2 separate regions of the Oryctolagus cuniculus genome follow, and region 1 is linked to region 2. Evidence: chromatin contacts called from public Hi-C data. All regions are on one chromosome and are shown on one strand. The core of a region is the stretch at or near the end of the contact, and the rest is flanking DNA. Distances in the headings are between cores, read along the strand shown. Region 1 overlaps CSMD2 (CUB and Sushi multiple domains 2). Region 2 overlaps CSMD2 (CUB and Sushi multiple domains 2).

The links. Hi-C and Micro-C count contacts between places; a contact is called where the count stands out from the background.
Region 1: a contact with region 2 is called in a Hi-C map of an unstated tissue, with 5 times the contacts expected there. The contact joins two enhancer-like sites. A contact is called at or near these places in 2 of 6 Hi-C or Micro-C datasets (psoas muscle and an unstated tissue).

Annotation. Positions count from the first base shown.
Region 1 is chr7:138,859,238-138,866,598 of mOryCun1.1, forward strand. It overlaps CSMD2 (CUB and Sushi multiple domains 2), which reads left to right. Exons shown (of 65, transcript XM_051832049.2): 8 at 1,539-1,865; 9 at 6,088-6,282. Among named protein-coding and RNA genes, the nearest start is that of HMGB4, 110 kb to the left of the region's middle. Within about 2 kb of position 5,389, at least 2 of the 8 cell types and tissues checked have an H3K27ac peak or open chromatin away from gene starts, as enhancers often do.
Region 2 is chr7:138,721,868-138,728,714 of mOryCun1.1, forward strand. All of the region lies in intron 5 of CSMD2 (CUB and Sushi multiple domains 2), which reads left to right. Among named protein-coding and RNA genes, the nearest start is that of HMGB4, 23 kb to the right of the region's middle. Within about 2 kb of position 2,709, at least 1 of the 8 cell types and tissues checked has an H3K27ac peak or open chromatin away from gene starts, as enhancers often do.

The DNA of each region.
Region 1 (7,361 bases), core at 4,139-6,638, 140 kb after region 2:
TTTATTATTAATTTATTTTCAGACTTCTTCATGCTTTTGTATTTTTTTAATATTTAGAATGAACCTATAGTGTTTTTTGCAATCACCCAGATACCTACTACCCTAAAGCAGTTTTTGTTTGGGGGCTCATGTGTAGTATTTGTCCATATATAAACAAGCATTTAATAGCTATAATCAAAAGTACACATATAATTTTATGATCCACTGTTTTACTTAAAATGATGTTTAACACTCTTTCGACGGGGTCATATTTATCACTTTAATGACTGCGTTCGAACTGCATCACATTAAAAGCTATAATTTAGCTCACATTATTGGGCTGACATAGAGGTTGCTCGCATTTCTTTTCTGTAATAAAATCATGTCACTATGAACATCTTTGTCCATGTGGCACTTTTTCTTTTGAATTAATTCCCAGAGATTGCTGAATCCTACTACTCACAGAGTCCAGTGACTCTTCATGAGAGTTCGTAGACTCCCTTCCTTTACTCCATCTGCAACTCGCACTCAAGGCATGCGTGTGTGAGTTTCCACGAAGACTTGACGATACTGGGTTTTAGCTTTCTGTCTTCATTTTTTCCCTAGGGAAATGAATGATCCTTTCTTATTCATTCTGTTTTCTCTCTTATGGATCCTCTGAGGATATGCTTGGCTTGCCTTGGTGATGATCTTATGTAATTTTAAGAGTTTTAATTCAGTATTTCCCCAGTGTCATAATTGTTGCCATCTTTTTCATTCTATTATTTTCTTTCGTAATGTTGCTTAGTGTGTGTTCGTTTTCCCATTTAGAGCGCTTTCCTTGCCTCATCCTTGTTCCAGGGATATTCTGTTAATTGGCATGAAAAGGGTTTAAAACAAGGCCTTTTCAGAGGAGTGGGCCATTAGGGTCAAGTGGGGGAGAGGTAACAGGAAGTAGGCAAGGCACCATCACCTCCCTGTCCCCATTCTTCCACGGCTTGGATCTCTGAACAAGGTTGCTCACCTGGCACCTTCTGAGATGAGTGCTGTCACTTGGGGTTTTCAGAGTTCCCAAGGCTAACCTTTCATTTCCCAGTCAAAAACATTAGAAGGAGAGAAATGAATTTGGACTATTCTGCCCTTGTTACCACCTGGTGGGGGGTCCACCCTCTGTGTCACTGAGCAATGTCCTTTCCAACTACTGCCAACCAAACTGAGAGGGATCCGGGCCTGGCGGTCTACACTTGAGCTTGAGGGACAGGTTTTCCCAGACACACAGGACCAGAAGCATGCAGACCCCAGCTGGGGTGAGCTTGCTGAAAGGGGGAGAGGGGCCAAGAGACAGCCGACTCCGCCATGCCTACCCTTTGCCAAAGGGATCCTTCCAGTGCTGTGGCCAGCATGGAACCCAGCATGGCTCCAGCCTAAAGCCCAGAGCCCAGCCAGTCCAGCCCAACCCTGGTGCCACCCTTCCTCTCCGATACTCTTTAGAGTAAGCAAATGCTGCCTGTGCCAGTCCTCGGTGGCCCTGGGCACAGCGTTGGGGACACCTGCTGACCTCCACTGCTCTTCTCTTGCAGTTTCCTGCTTCTTCAACTTCACCAGCCCCTCTGGGATCGTGCTGTCTCCCAACTACCCGGACGACTATGGCAACCACCTCCACTGTGTCTGGCTCATCCTGGCCAGGCCCGAGAGCCGCATCCACCTGGCCTTCAACGACATCGACGTGGAACCTCAGTTTGACTTCCTGGTCATCAAGGATGGTGCCACCGCCGAGGCCCCAGTGTTGGGCACCTTCTCAGGAAACCAGCTCCCCTCCTCCATCACCAGCAGTGGCCACGTGGCCCGTCTCGAGTTCCAGACCGACCACTCCACGGGGAAGCGGGGTTTCAATATCACCTTTACCAGTGAGTTTTCCCCCTGAGCTCTGAGCAGGCTCCCATGGAAGTGGGTGGGCCAGTTCTGAGGGTGTTGCTGGGCTGCAGAGCCCAGGCATGGAGTTCTCAATAGGACCAGGAAAAGGCACACAGTCCTGGCTATGGGGCAGGGGCTTTCTTCTATGGAGTTACTCTAGCTGGAGTGTTCATTCCATGTGTGTGGTTTATAATGTAAAAGGAGCCTTTAGCCCTTTCCCCATATTCTTTCCCCTTGTCGAAGGCCCAGCTGCAACCAGCAAGGGCCCAAGCAAAATGAAACTTCTGCCATTTTCTCCTTAGCTTCCTGTCCCCTCCCTCATGTGCTCCAGCCCAAACCCCTGATGCCTCACTGTTGACCTCTGGTGGCTGCCCCAGCCCTGCTGACCTGTGGTAGTGCTCCCCCCATGCTGGGCTGCTCCCTCTTAGCTTTGCCCAGTTCCCCTTCCATACTCAGTTGGGAAACCGAGGCTTGGAGCAGAGTTTCTCCTTGGCTTCAAACCACTGCACACTCCTCTTGGTCACCTCCCATTTCAGTCCTGAGGCCTTCCCTAGAAGCAACTTGAAACTCAGCCATGAGTATTTTCATTTTTGTGTCCCATGGTTACTTTGGGGGTGGAATAGGGGTAGGAGCCTGGAGACTGGAAATAGCAAGCACCCAAAGATATTTAAAAAGTGAGTATCAGGTCTTAAGAAGCTGTACACCTGATGAATTTGACCAATGACAAATAGTCAAGAAAGGCTCAAGCTGGGTATACCTGATCCTTTTCTGAAGGCAGCTTACAAAATACAAGACCCAAGTCAAGCCCTTCCCCGAACACATATGTAGAGCTCACCCCTCTGGTGCTTTTGGACATAACTTGTCTCCCCAAGCCCCACACCCACCTTTGGCATAGCAGCCTTATCCCCCTGGGCCCAGTTGAGCTGTAGACATTAGGTATTACATGGTGGGCCATCTGGGACCCCCAGTTCCAAGGGATCATCCAGGAAAAGGACTTGATCCCTTCAACACCCATCTTCCAGACACCAGAGCTACTGGAAGCAACCAGCCTTCCCTGGGGGTGTCTCTTCCAGAGGATTTCCAGCCTCATCCTCTGTGGGCTGGAGGAAGTAGAGCCCAGTTCTGTCTTTCCTGACCTTTCAGTCTAACATGGACAGTTCTGGCTGTTAGCATGTCTGTGCTCATACGTGTTCTCCCCATGAGACCATGAAAGGATCATGAAAGTTCTAGGAAGGAGCAGGTAGAGACCCCCTGTTTTACCATCTGCTCTGCCCAGCTCAGGGCTTGCGCGTGGTGGAGATGAGTAAGTGCCTTTGAATTGGAGGATCCACAGGTGACTCTGTGCTTTCTCAGCGTGCAGAGAGTGAGAAGAACAGGGGTAGAGACACCCCAGAGAAGCTTCCCCAACGTGGTGAGGGCTGAGAACTCTGCAGGTTTGGAGTCGGTGTGGACCCCAAGGAGGGACTTGGGGCAGAAACAGATAACTGGCAGTCTCCCAGGAAAGTTGAATTCTAACAAGTCCAGTTTTCTAGGAAAGGAACGCATGCCAAGTCCGTGGGAGGAAACAGAAGGCAGCCCAGGCCCAGGCAGCACACTGACCTACGGGTTTCTCTCCAGGATTTCTCCACAATTGTCAACACGATAGGCATATAATCTGTAAATACTCGAAACATGGCACAGGTCAAAGCAGAAATGGTAACTGCCCCCCAAGACCCCCAGCCGGAAATGTTCCTACAGCACAACTACATGTCTTATGTGCTTCTCGGTGCATTCATACTATTGGACAGTGGGATGCATAGCTAGAAATATATTTTAGAATCTGGGCCCCATCCCAGGCCTGCTGAGTCAGTCTCTAAGGGGATGAGGGCCCAGAATCTACATTGTACAGACTTCCCAGATAATTTGGGTGCATTCCATAAAACACGAGTCCAAGGACAAGTGTTGAGAATGAAGGTAGTCTCCCCAGGGGGCATTCATCTCCTCCCTTGTGACTGGGGAGCTCATCTCCCAGCAGCTGTCCCCATAGCTGGTGAGCTCTGACTGCTTTCCCTCTGTTGACTTGAAACCTGTATCGAGGACCAGCGATTCCCTGGCTCTGCTGGAGCTCCTGGGAATAAATCTAATGCTCCTCCATGTGGAGAAGGTGGACAAAGATGAGGTGCTGTTTATGGAGCAGCTACTGCACGCAGGACTGCACTGAGCACTGTGGCATCATCACTGATAGCCTGGTGACAAAAACTCTGTCAGCCAAGATCTGTCCCTTTGTACACACCAGGAAAACGGGGCCTTGAAAAATAAAAAGAAGTGGGCCATATTTAAATCTTTGACATAGAGCTTTTGCTCTCAGACATTGGAAATGGTCTGTCCCCCTGCTTTGTGCACGTGTGCATACATGTTTGCATGCCTGTGTATGCATGGATGTGTGGTGTCTGTGTGTATGTATTCATACATATGTGCATGTGTGTATGTGGACATTCCTGGGTTTGCATGTGGGCTTACACATGCATGTGTGTGTGCATCCATGTATGTGTGCATGGATGTAAGCCTACATGTGTGTGTAATGCCTGGATTGTGTGTACACATATATGTGTTCCTGCCAAGATTGTATGTGAAGGCATGTGTGTGCATGTGTTGAATAAGTATGTGTATGTGTGTTTAGGGATGTGTGTTGGTATGTGTCTGCATGTGTGTTGCCTGAGTGTATGCATGCACTATATGTGGGCCTATATGCATACATGTATATGTATGTACATGGATGTGTGCATGGATATATGGTACATGTGTGCAGGGATGTGTGTATGTGCATACGTGTGTGTGTGTGTGTGTGTGTGTGTGTGACTGATAGGGTTTGGTATAGCAGATGCTTGGATTCTGGGTCCCAGGCACCAGTCTATGTCTCTAAATTTCAGGGCAACTCCATGGTTGTAGTTCCTAATGAAGAAAGCTTGAGAGACTGAAGTCTGGGCTGACCTAGCCTTTGCACTTCCGAAGGAGGGATGTAGGGACTCAGCCACGGCCCAGCGTGGGAGCACCGCAGCCTCTCTCTGTCGGCCCCTGCAGCTCCTCTGCAGTGGGAAAGGCAGCCACGTTTATAAGCAAGATCCAGCAGCCTCCAGCTCCTGTCTCAGAGCATGTGTGTGTGCACGTTTCCTTCCTAGTGGCACGTGCCCATGCCTCCATGGAGCCTGTCTCCCCCAGAAAGGGGGCATCCTTAAAAATGGCAGGAATGCCAACGGGGCCTGGTGCCAGGGACACCAGTGCAGGCACTGCGGCACTGCCGATGGAGGAAGGCTGGGGACGCGCCTGGTGTAGTTGGAGCAGGAGAGGGTGTCTTTCCATGCCGGGATGGGAAGGGGGAGGAGAACTCATACTTAATTGCAGCAAACTCTGGCCATTTTCATTTTCCTACCAACTTTCATTCTATTCCTGTCTCAGAAGCAGCCTGCTAGAGAAGTGTGATCTCCCGTCTGATGGCTCAGGAAACCGAGCCCCCACCAGATTACATAAGCTACCCAGAGCCGTGTAACTGACGGAGGAGAGGCAGAGCGGATGAAAGCCGCAGCGCTCTGCCTCTTTCCTGTCCCCACTCCCTGCGTTATCAGTTTGCCTACAGAGTGAGAGGCAGCCCTGACAAGAGGCAAGGAAATAAAGGCAATGGCTTCAGACAGGGTTAATTCCAGGGCTCCTGCTCTATGGTGCTTAGTACCTGTTAGTGTCACAAGATTCCTAGCCCAGCTCCCCTGCAGCGGGGACGATCCCGTGACTGTCGGAAGTTAGGGAAGCATGGAGTGGATTTGACATTGAGGAGCCAGATCTGCCCCTTCACCACCCTGAGCCTCCACTTCCTCATTTGTCAACTGAGGCAGTAAGAGGCACGTGCTAGAATCATGACACAGTGGGAACGAGCTCACGTGAGAACCCCCTAGCTCACCCGCCTCGCCTGTACATGTCCAGTGGGCAGAAGTTGAGTTAGGTGCTCAGAAAAGCTGGAGATGAGTGGAAGCAGCACCTGCCCTGTGCCCGAGGTGGCCTGTCGGTGGTGACCCTGGGCTCCTGGGTTCCAGGGCGTCTAGCTGTCCCTGCCACATGGCAGGTTCTGGAGGAAGTGGCACAGAGGTGGCATTCCCCATCCTAATGATATTTACTTCCTGGGGGGGGGGGGCCCATCTGCACACCAGCTCTGTCTGATCATGCCTGTGACCCCTACCTCCACAGCCTTCCGACACAACGAGTGCCCCGACCCTGGCGTCCCGGTCAACGGCAAGCGATTTGGGGACAGTCTCCAGCTGGGCAGCTCCATCTCCTTCCTGTGTGACGAAGGCTTCCTAGGGACGCAGGGCTCGGAGACCATCACCTGCGTCCTGAAGGAGGGCAGCGTGGTCTGGAACAGCGCCGTGCTGCGGTGTGAAGGTACCAGGCCTGTGGGCCGGGGCTGGCAGCTGCCTGGGGGGGGGGGGGGTAGGGCGACAGGGACCAAGCAGCCCTCACAGTAGCAATCTGGTTTGTTTTTGCATTCTTTTTCTACTCGCACATCTATGCATTACTTCCTTGAAAACCAGCGAGACAGACAGAGCTCTCATCTGCTGGGTCACTCCCGAAATGCCTGCAACAACCAGGGCTGGGCCAGACCAAAGCCAGGAGAATGGAACTCAGTCCAGGTCTCCCACGTGGGTGACAGGCACCTAAGTGCTGAGCCATTACCTGCTCTCTCCCAGGGTGAGCAGTAGTTGGAAGCTGGATTAGAGAGTGGAATCAAGACTCAAACCCAAGCACTCCGATGTGGGGCACAGGTGTCCCAACCAGCATCTTAACTGCTACACCAAGCACCCACCTCACCTTCTGTACCCATCCTTGCTCTTCTTCCAGGACCCAGGGCCACTGTTTACCTTCAGCCGAGCTAACAGGAGTCTTGGAGGACTGCCTGGCATAGGACTTTGAGTTGCAGCCAGAGATTCAGCTGGAGAATTGCTGACTCTGAATGGTCAGGCATCATAAACACCTATTCTTTGGCCTGGGCTCGCTCTCACTGTCACAGCCCTTAGGGAGCTCCGTTTCCAGCTCCTGCCCCAGGGATCTCTGACAGCGCTGTGAGTTCTCAAGTCTGGCAAGCTGTCTACCACTCTTCCCTTCTCCACACGCTAATCTCCCCCAGTTCCCTGGGGTGGCTCCCAGCCCCCAGCCTTTGTGCCCCTGGTAAATGCTGCCTTGCTATCCTTGCCGTCTGCAATCTTGGGAGGACCCCACTTGCAGCAAGTGCTAGGCTCACTATGGCAGCCCCTAAACCCCTGCCTCCCCAAACAGGGCAGCTTTTGACTCGATTTCAGAGCCCAGTCATCTGTCCCACCAGATGGAGCTTCTTGAGGGCAGGAATCCTGTCAGATTTGCACACCCAGCAAGGGGCCTGGCACAGAATAAGTGTGTATGGACTTGGATGAGCAGTGAGTATCCGCAGGCCCTCGAGGAGGCAGGGACAACGTCCTGGAAGGAGA
Region 2 (6,847 bases), core at 1,459-3,958:
CATTCTTCATTAAGTTTCATTTTTAATTATCTTTATATATAGAAGATCAACTCTATACTAAGTAAAGATTTCAACAGTTTGCACACACTCAGACACACAAAGTATAAAGTACAGTTTGAAGACTAGTTTTACTGTTAATTCTCATAGTACAATACATTAAGGATAGAGATCCTACATGGGGAGCAAGTGCACAGTGACTCCTGTTGTTAACAATTGCCACTCTTATTTATGATGTCAGTAATCACCCGAGGCTCTTGTCATGAGCTTCCAAGGCTATGGAAGCCTCTTGAGTCCACAAACTCCGACATTATTTAGACAAGGCCATAATCAAAGTGGAAGTTCTCTCTTCCCTTCAGAGAAAGGTACCTCCTTCTTTGATGGCCCCTTCTTTCCACCGGGATCTCACTCACAGAGATCTTTTTTTTAAGTGATCATTTTCATTCTTTAAAAAAGATTTATTTATTTATTGAAAGTCAGAGTTACACAGAGAGAGGAGAGGCAGAGAGAGAGGTCTTCCATCTGATGGTTTACTCACCAATTGGCCGCAACAGCCAAAGCTGTGCCGATTCAAAGCCAGGAGCCAGGAACTTCTTCCAGGTCTCCCACTCAGGTGCAGGGCCCCAAGGACTTGGGCCATCCTCTACTGCTTTCCCAGGCCATAGCAGAGAGCTGGATTGGAAGTAGAGCAGCTGGGTCTCGAACCAGCGCCCATATAGGATACTGGTGCTTCAGGCCAGGGCGTTAACCCGCTGAGCCACAGTGCCAGCCCCCAGAGATCTTTCCTGTAGGTCATTTTTTGCCACAATGTCTTGGCTTTCCATGGACGGGACCAATTCAACCCATACCTGCTTGAACTCAGACTGTTGCCCAGGACCCCTATGCTGGGCCAATCCCTGCCTCTCTCATCCTCAACCCACAAACCCATCCACACAGCCACACCCCCTGCAGGCACTGCCTCCAACTGCTGTGGCTGCCAGCAACACAAGAGGCTACAGCCAGGGGCCTACAGTCAGACATGGGCTCAGAACTCAGCTCCAGGGTTTGCACCAAATAGTTCACCCCTCTGGGTCTCTCTTTCGTTAGGTCTAATATCAGGAATAATTGTTGATATGGGTTAGGGCTGTTGTGAATTTAACATTTTCACCAAGCAGAGATTCTAGCATATAGGGGTCTAGCTTAACGCCATAGCCATTTATTGTAGCTACTGGTTGAAACGGACAGGTATTGTTCCCATTTTTCTGAAGTTCAAAGGTGCTGGGATTGGGATATGGTGGACGGGAGTCCAGCAGCACCTCCTTTCTGCAGAAGTACCTGAGAGAAAAGGACTTGGCACCTGCAGAAGACAGGGGTGGCTAAGAGGAGACTTCCCACAGGGAAGGACCTGCAGGTCCCAGGGGAGGGCTGCTTCTTGGCACTCACTGTCTGCTGCTGGAGCACTTGCCCCCAGCACCAGGTGGTACCCTGGCTCAGGTTTCCCAAAGCACACCTGAGACAAGGGTTCAAGGACAAGCAGTTTGTTGGGAGGTGCAGGTCAGGCCGGTAGAGAAAGGAGGACCTGATAGGGGAGGAGCAGCAGCCGAGGCAGCGTGTGTGGGATCACCCAGGTGCCACAGTGAGGGCCTGGGACAGCATCCCACGTGCAGAACTCAGGTGTCAGAATTATCCCACTCAGGGAGGGAGGGAGCTGGGATATTCACACACAGCAGTTCCTGAAGGCCACTGGATAAGGGCTGCTTCTGGGGTGGGCTGTAGTAATTCCTCAGCCCTTCCAGTCTGCTGCATGCATGGACAAAGTGGCCTGCAACGGGGTTAGATCGCCCTCAGGCACAGAGACGGGGACCCTGGCAGCTGGCAGTCACTGGGCCCACTCGGGAAGATCCAGGGTTCCAAGCATGGCACTAGTAGCACCTGCTACAGGCATGAATCTGAAAGGGCAGCGTGCAGGTGCACTGGCAGGTGTAACACGGGCGCTCAGTAGACATGACCCTGCAAAGCAGCATCTTTGCTTCAGCCCTGGGGAAACGCTGAGACTGGGGCAAATCCAAAGACTCCTGCACAGGGGGGAAGGTGGCTCTGGGAAGCAGGTGCAGAGGACAAGAATCAGTTATTCAGGCTGCCCCAGGACTGTGGTGCCACAGGCCCCTTCCCCATCACCATTGTAAGGCTACAGCCCTGGAGATAGCCCAGGGCAGGAGGAGGAGTGGCCCCCTGCCCTTCCAGCAGGCCGCAGCGGCCAGCAAGCAGCAGGGCTGCTTCAAGGACCAGGACCCCCTGTCCCTGTAGTCCTAGGAAAAGGCCGTGCTGCTTGCTAACTCGGCCACCAGCCATTGAGATTCAGAAAATCAGGGCTGTGGTATGTTTTCTGGATTTAGGTCACACACACACACACACACACACACACCAATTATCCACCGAAATACAAGACAGACTGCTGTCAACATTCACATATTTTTGGAAGGTTGGTGTCTCTGAGCGTTGAGTGCGGTCGTGCTATTTCTCTGAGTCGCAGGCACTGGGGGTGCAGTCAGCAAGAGCCCCTGCAGGGTTGAGCAGGGACGCCCACGGGGGTGCTGTATTTAGACATCCCCACATTCCCTTCATCGCTTTCTGAAGCCGCCCCGAGAAGTTTCAGACCTCGGCCTGGGGAGGAGGAACGGGCTCGGCGATCAGACTCATTCTCTCGAAAGCTGCGTGGGTGCAAGCTCCCCAAGGCGTCACTTCCTCTTCCTCCCTCTTCTCTCGCCCTCTTTGGGAGGCTCCTGGGAAGGGCCAGAGAAACCCATCCAGCTGGGCGACTCACCCCTCACGGTGCCCCTCAAGTGGTGCCCGAGAGCCCAGCGGCACCCGGCCAGTGCTGGCTCCGAGCCACTCGCCCTTGCTTTCTTCCGAGCCCTTTTCATTCTCTGTCTTCATGCCGTCCCCATCCTCAGCCGTCCGGCTCGTACCAGGCAGAGATGTGCCCGGGGTGTTGATCCTGGTGTGAGGATTGGATGGATGGACAGCGTGATGATCCATTCACAGTCATCATAAAGCATCGTCAATTTTTTACACACATGCTATTATGCTGGGAACATCCCATTAATCACTTTTAATGAGTTATCGTGGGCCCTTTCACCAAACCCATTTGCTCTCACTCCCATCCGCACTGGGTCATTCACCTACTACTAATGTATTCTTATCAGTGCTTTGGGCCCACAAATGCCCACCCCCCACTTTCTGCTGCAGAATCACCCAACCAGCCCCAGTGGAGAAGGGAGGAAGAGTGCCTGTTTTACAGAATTGGTTTCCAGCAAAAAAGCAAGCAGAACTTATGAAGAAAAAAGGGCATGCATTTTTTATTTCCATTATAAATGAAAAGCGTGGTCATCAAAGACAATTTAAAAAATAGAGGAAAATGTAGATAAACTCTCACAGGGGAAAGTTCTTATGCATTTCCTTCTGTGTTGTTTTAAAGCATGGCTTTGTTTGGTTTTTAATAAAGAACTTTGTTCGTACAGTATTTATGAATGTGTGTGTATATATAGTGTGTGTGTGTACATACGTATGAATGTGTGTGTGTATATATAGTGTATTGTGTGTATATGTAGACATACATATCTCCATCTATGTTTGTTATTTACAAAAGCAATTCAAGCTCATGGTGAAAAATTCTGAACACACCCAAGAACATGGAGTTAAATGTTAGAGTCTTCTGTGTGTCTGCCCCATCCTAATCGCACTGTCTCCCCAGAGGCACACATCATTAATGAGCTGATAAATAGCCTTGTAGACCTGCATCTCCAGGTGTTCTCACACTCACAGGACAAGAGCTTGAACATAAACATAATATCCTGCAGCTTGTTTTTGGTATCTTATTAGAGATTTTTCTTGTTTGTCAGTGTGTGTGTGTGTGCGTGTGTGTGTGCGTCATCACTTTTTAACACTTGTTTAATATTACATTTTTTCGGCCAGCGCCGTGGCTCACTAGGCTACTCCTCTGCCTGCGGCACCAGCACGCCGGGTTCTAGTCCTGGTTGGGGCGCCGGATTCTGTCCCGGTTGCTCCTCTTCCAGTCCAGCTCTCTGCTGTGGCCTGGGAAGGCAGTGGAGGATGGCCCAGGTCCTGGGGCCCTGCACCTGCATGGGAGACCAGGAGGAAGCACCTGGTTCCTGACTTTGGATCGGCGCAGCGCACTGGCCGGTAGCAGCCACTTGGGGGGTAAACCAACGGAAAAAGGAAGACCTTTCTCTCTGTCTCTCTCTCTCTCTCTCACTGTCTAACTCTGCCTGTCAAAAAAAAAAATTATTTTTTCACTCTTTCAAACAGTGTAAGGTTGACGTCACCGTGGGTCTATCTTTATGCACGCTTGTGCATTCATAGGCTGGCTTCCGTAGGCTTCCTCAAAGTGGGATTTCTGGGTCAGAGTATACATTATTTTTAAATTTAGATCCTGCCAAAGTGTCATGCAAAAAGGCTGCCAATTCAACGCCACCATCAATCTTGTATGAAACCGGATGCTTCCCTATGTCCTTCCTGAGTTAAAGTTCTGTTGGTTTATCCATTGAAATGGGTGAAAAATAGCACCTTGTTCTTTTGATTACCCTTCCTGCAGTTATCAGTGTCGTTGATCATCTCGTGGTGTGTTCGTGATCTCTCTGATGTTGTTCTCTGAATTGCCTATTTTAACTCCTCACCTGTTCTTCTGTTGGGTTATAAGGGTTTTCCTATTGACTTGTGGGAGCTCTTTGTATATTGCAAACATTAATATGTGTGCTGTAAAAAGAATTCTATCAATCAGTGACTTCTTGCTTTGCTTTATTCTCCTTCATAGCCGAAACTTAGACTTCGATGTGATCAAATCGGCTGATCTCATGATTCGATCGCATAAAATGCCTGACTATTGTGTCATAGCTGCAAATACCTCCTCACTTGGAGATGATAAAAATAGTTTTCTCTATTTCTTCTAGAACTCTGAGTTTTATATTTCGCACTTAGCTTTTTAATCTGAGTTATGCTTTTGTACCAAGTTTGAGCTCTAGGTCTAGCTTTATTTTAGCTCCCAATGAATAATGAATTTTCCCCCAAATCTGTCATTTCTGATTTGAAATAGTCCTTTTCTCATAAACTCAAGCTTACGTCGATGCATGGTCTGTGTCTGGACATTGTCCTCTTCTCAATCTGCCTGTTCTATTTCTGTATCAATTGTAGCAACTCAACTTACCCACAGTTTTATACGAATTTTTGTCTTTGAGTGGGAGAAACTTCCCTCATTATTTTCACTTTTAAACCATTTTTTTTTGGTGATTCTAAGTTTGTTTGAAAAGATTTATTTATTTATTTGAAAAGCAGAGTAACAGAGAGAGATGTGGGGAGAGAGGAGAGAGAGATCTTCCATCTGCTAGTTCACTCCCCAAATGCCTGCAACAGCCAGGGCTGGGCCAGGCCAAAGCCAGGAGCCAGGAACTTCATCCACATCTCCCGTGAGGGTGGCAAGAAACCAAGTATTTGGGCGTGATTTGGTGCCTCCCAGGCACACTAGCAGCAAGCTGCATCCCCAGCAGTGACTTACCCTGTTCCAGACTGCCTACCCCAGTATTGTCAATTCTTTTTTTTTTTCTTTTATGATTTACTGATCTATTTGAAAGGCAAAGCCAGAGAGAGACAGAGACAGAACGAGGCAGAGAGAGACACAGAAAGAGAAATCTTCCATCCGCTGGTTCATTCTCCAAGTGGCCACAATGGCCAGGGCTGTATCAGGCCGAAGCCGGGAGCCGGGAGCTTCTTCTGGGTCTCCCATGTAAGTGGCAGGGGCCCAGACATTTGGGCCATCTTCTGGTGCTTTCCCAGGAGCATTGGCAGGGAGCTGGTTTGGAAGTGGAGCAGGCAGCACTTGAACTGGTGCTCATGTGGGATGCTGGTGTCACGGGCAGCAAGTTAACCCGCTGTGTGTTGGCAGTCCTTGTGCACTTAACTTTTCCAGATGAAAATTAGAGGAAGTTCCTCAGAGTTGCTTCCCAAAGAGAGCCCACTGTGACTTTGTCTGCCATTTCTCTGACTTTATAGCTGAATTCTGAGCGCTCGTGTTTCTCCAGCAGTGCTTCTTCCTCTGCAGGCCTGCATTTTTCAGGTCCTGTTTATGGTGTTTAATAGATTGTTAGAGTCTTCATCCTGGGGGCCTGGTAAGTTCCTTGTGAAGTTTATTCGTAGGTATCTTGACAGTTTTGTTTTTTCCCTTGCATTTATGAATAGGGTCATTTTCCCATTGTATTTTCTATTGCTTATTGTTGGTAAATAAGAAACTTGATTTTGGGGGGCTGGTGCTGTGGTGCAGCAGGTTAACGCCCTGGCCTGAAGCACCAGCATCCCATATGGGTGCCAGTTCTAGTCCCGGCTGCTCCTCTTCCAATCCAGCTCTCTACTGTAGCCTGGGAAAGCAGTAGAAGATGGCCCAAGTCTTTGGGCCCCTGCACCCACATGGGAGACCCAGAAGAAGCACCTGGCTCCTGGCTTCATATTGGCACAGCTCCGAACATTGCGGCCAACTGGGGAGTGAACCATCAGATGGAAGACCTTTCTTTCTTTCTCTGTGTAACTCTTTCAAATAAATAAATAAATCTGTAAAAAAAAAAAAGAAACTTGATTTTTGTACATTTCTTTTGTAACCAGACATCTGACTGGATGAACTCTCTCTTTAGCTCTAATAGTTTTAAAGTTGATTATTTTAGATTTTCTGGGGTAGACAATCAGATTAGCTACAAGTAAAATAATTCTCTTTCTTCCTTTCCAATATGTATAGGATTTTTTTTCTTTTCTTTTTTTAAGCTTCTTATAAGGCAAGTGCCTGCAGGGCTGTATTAAAGAGAAGTGG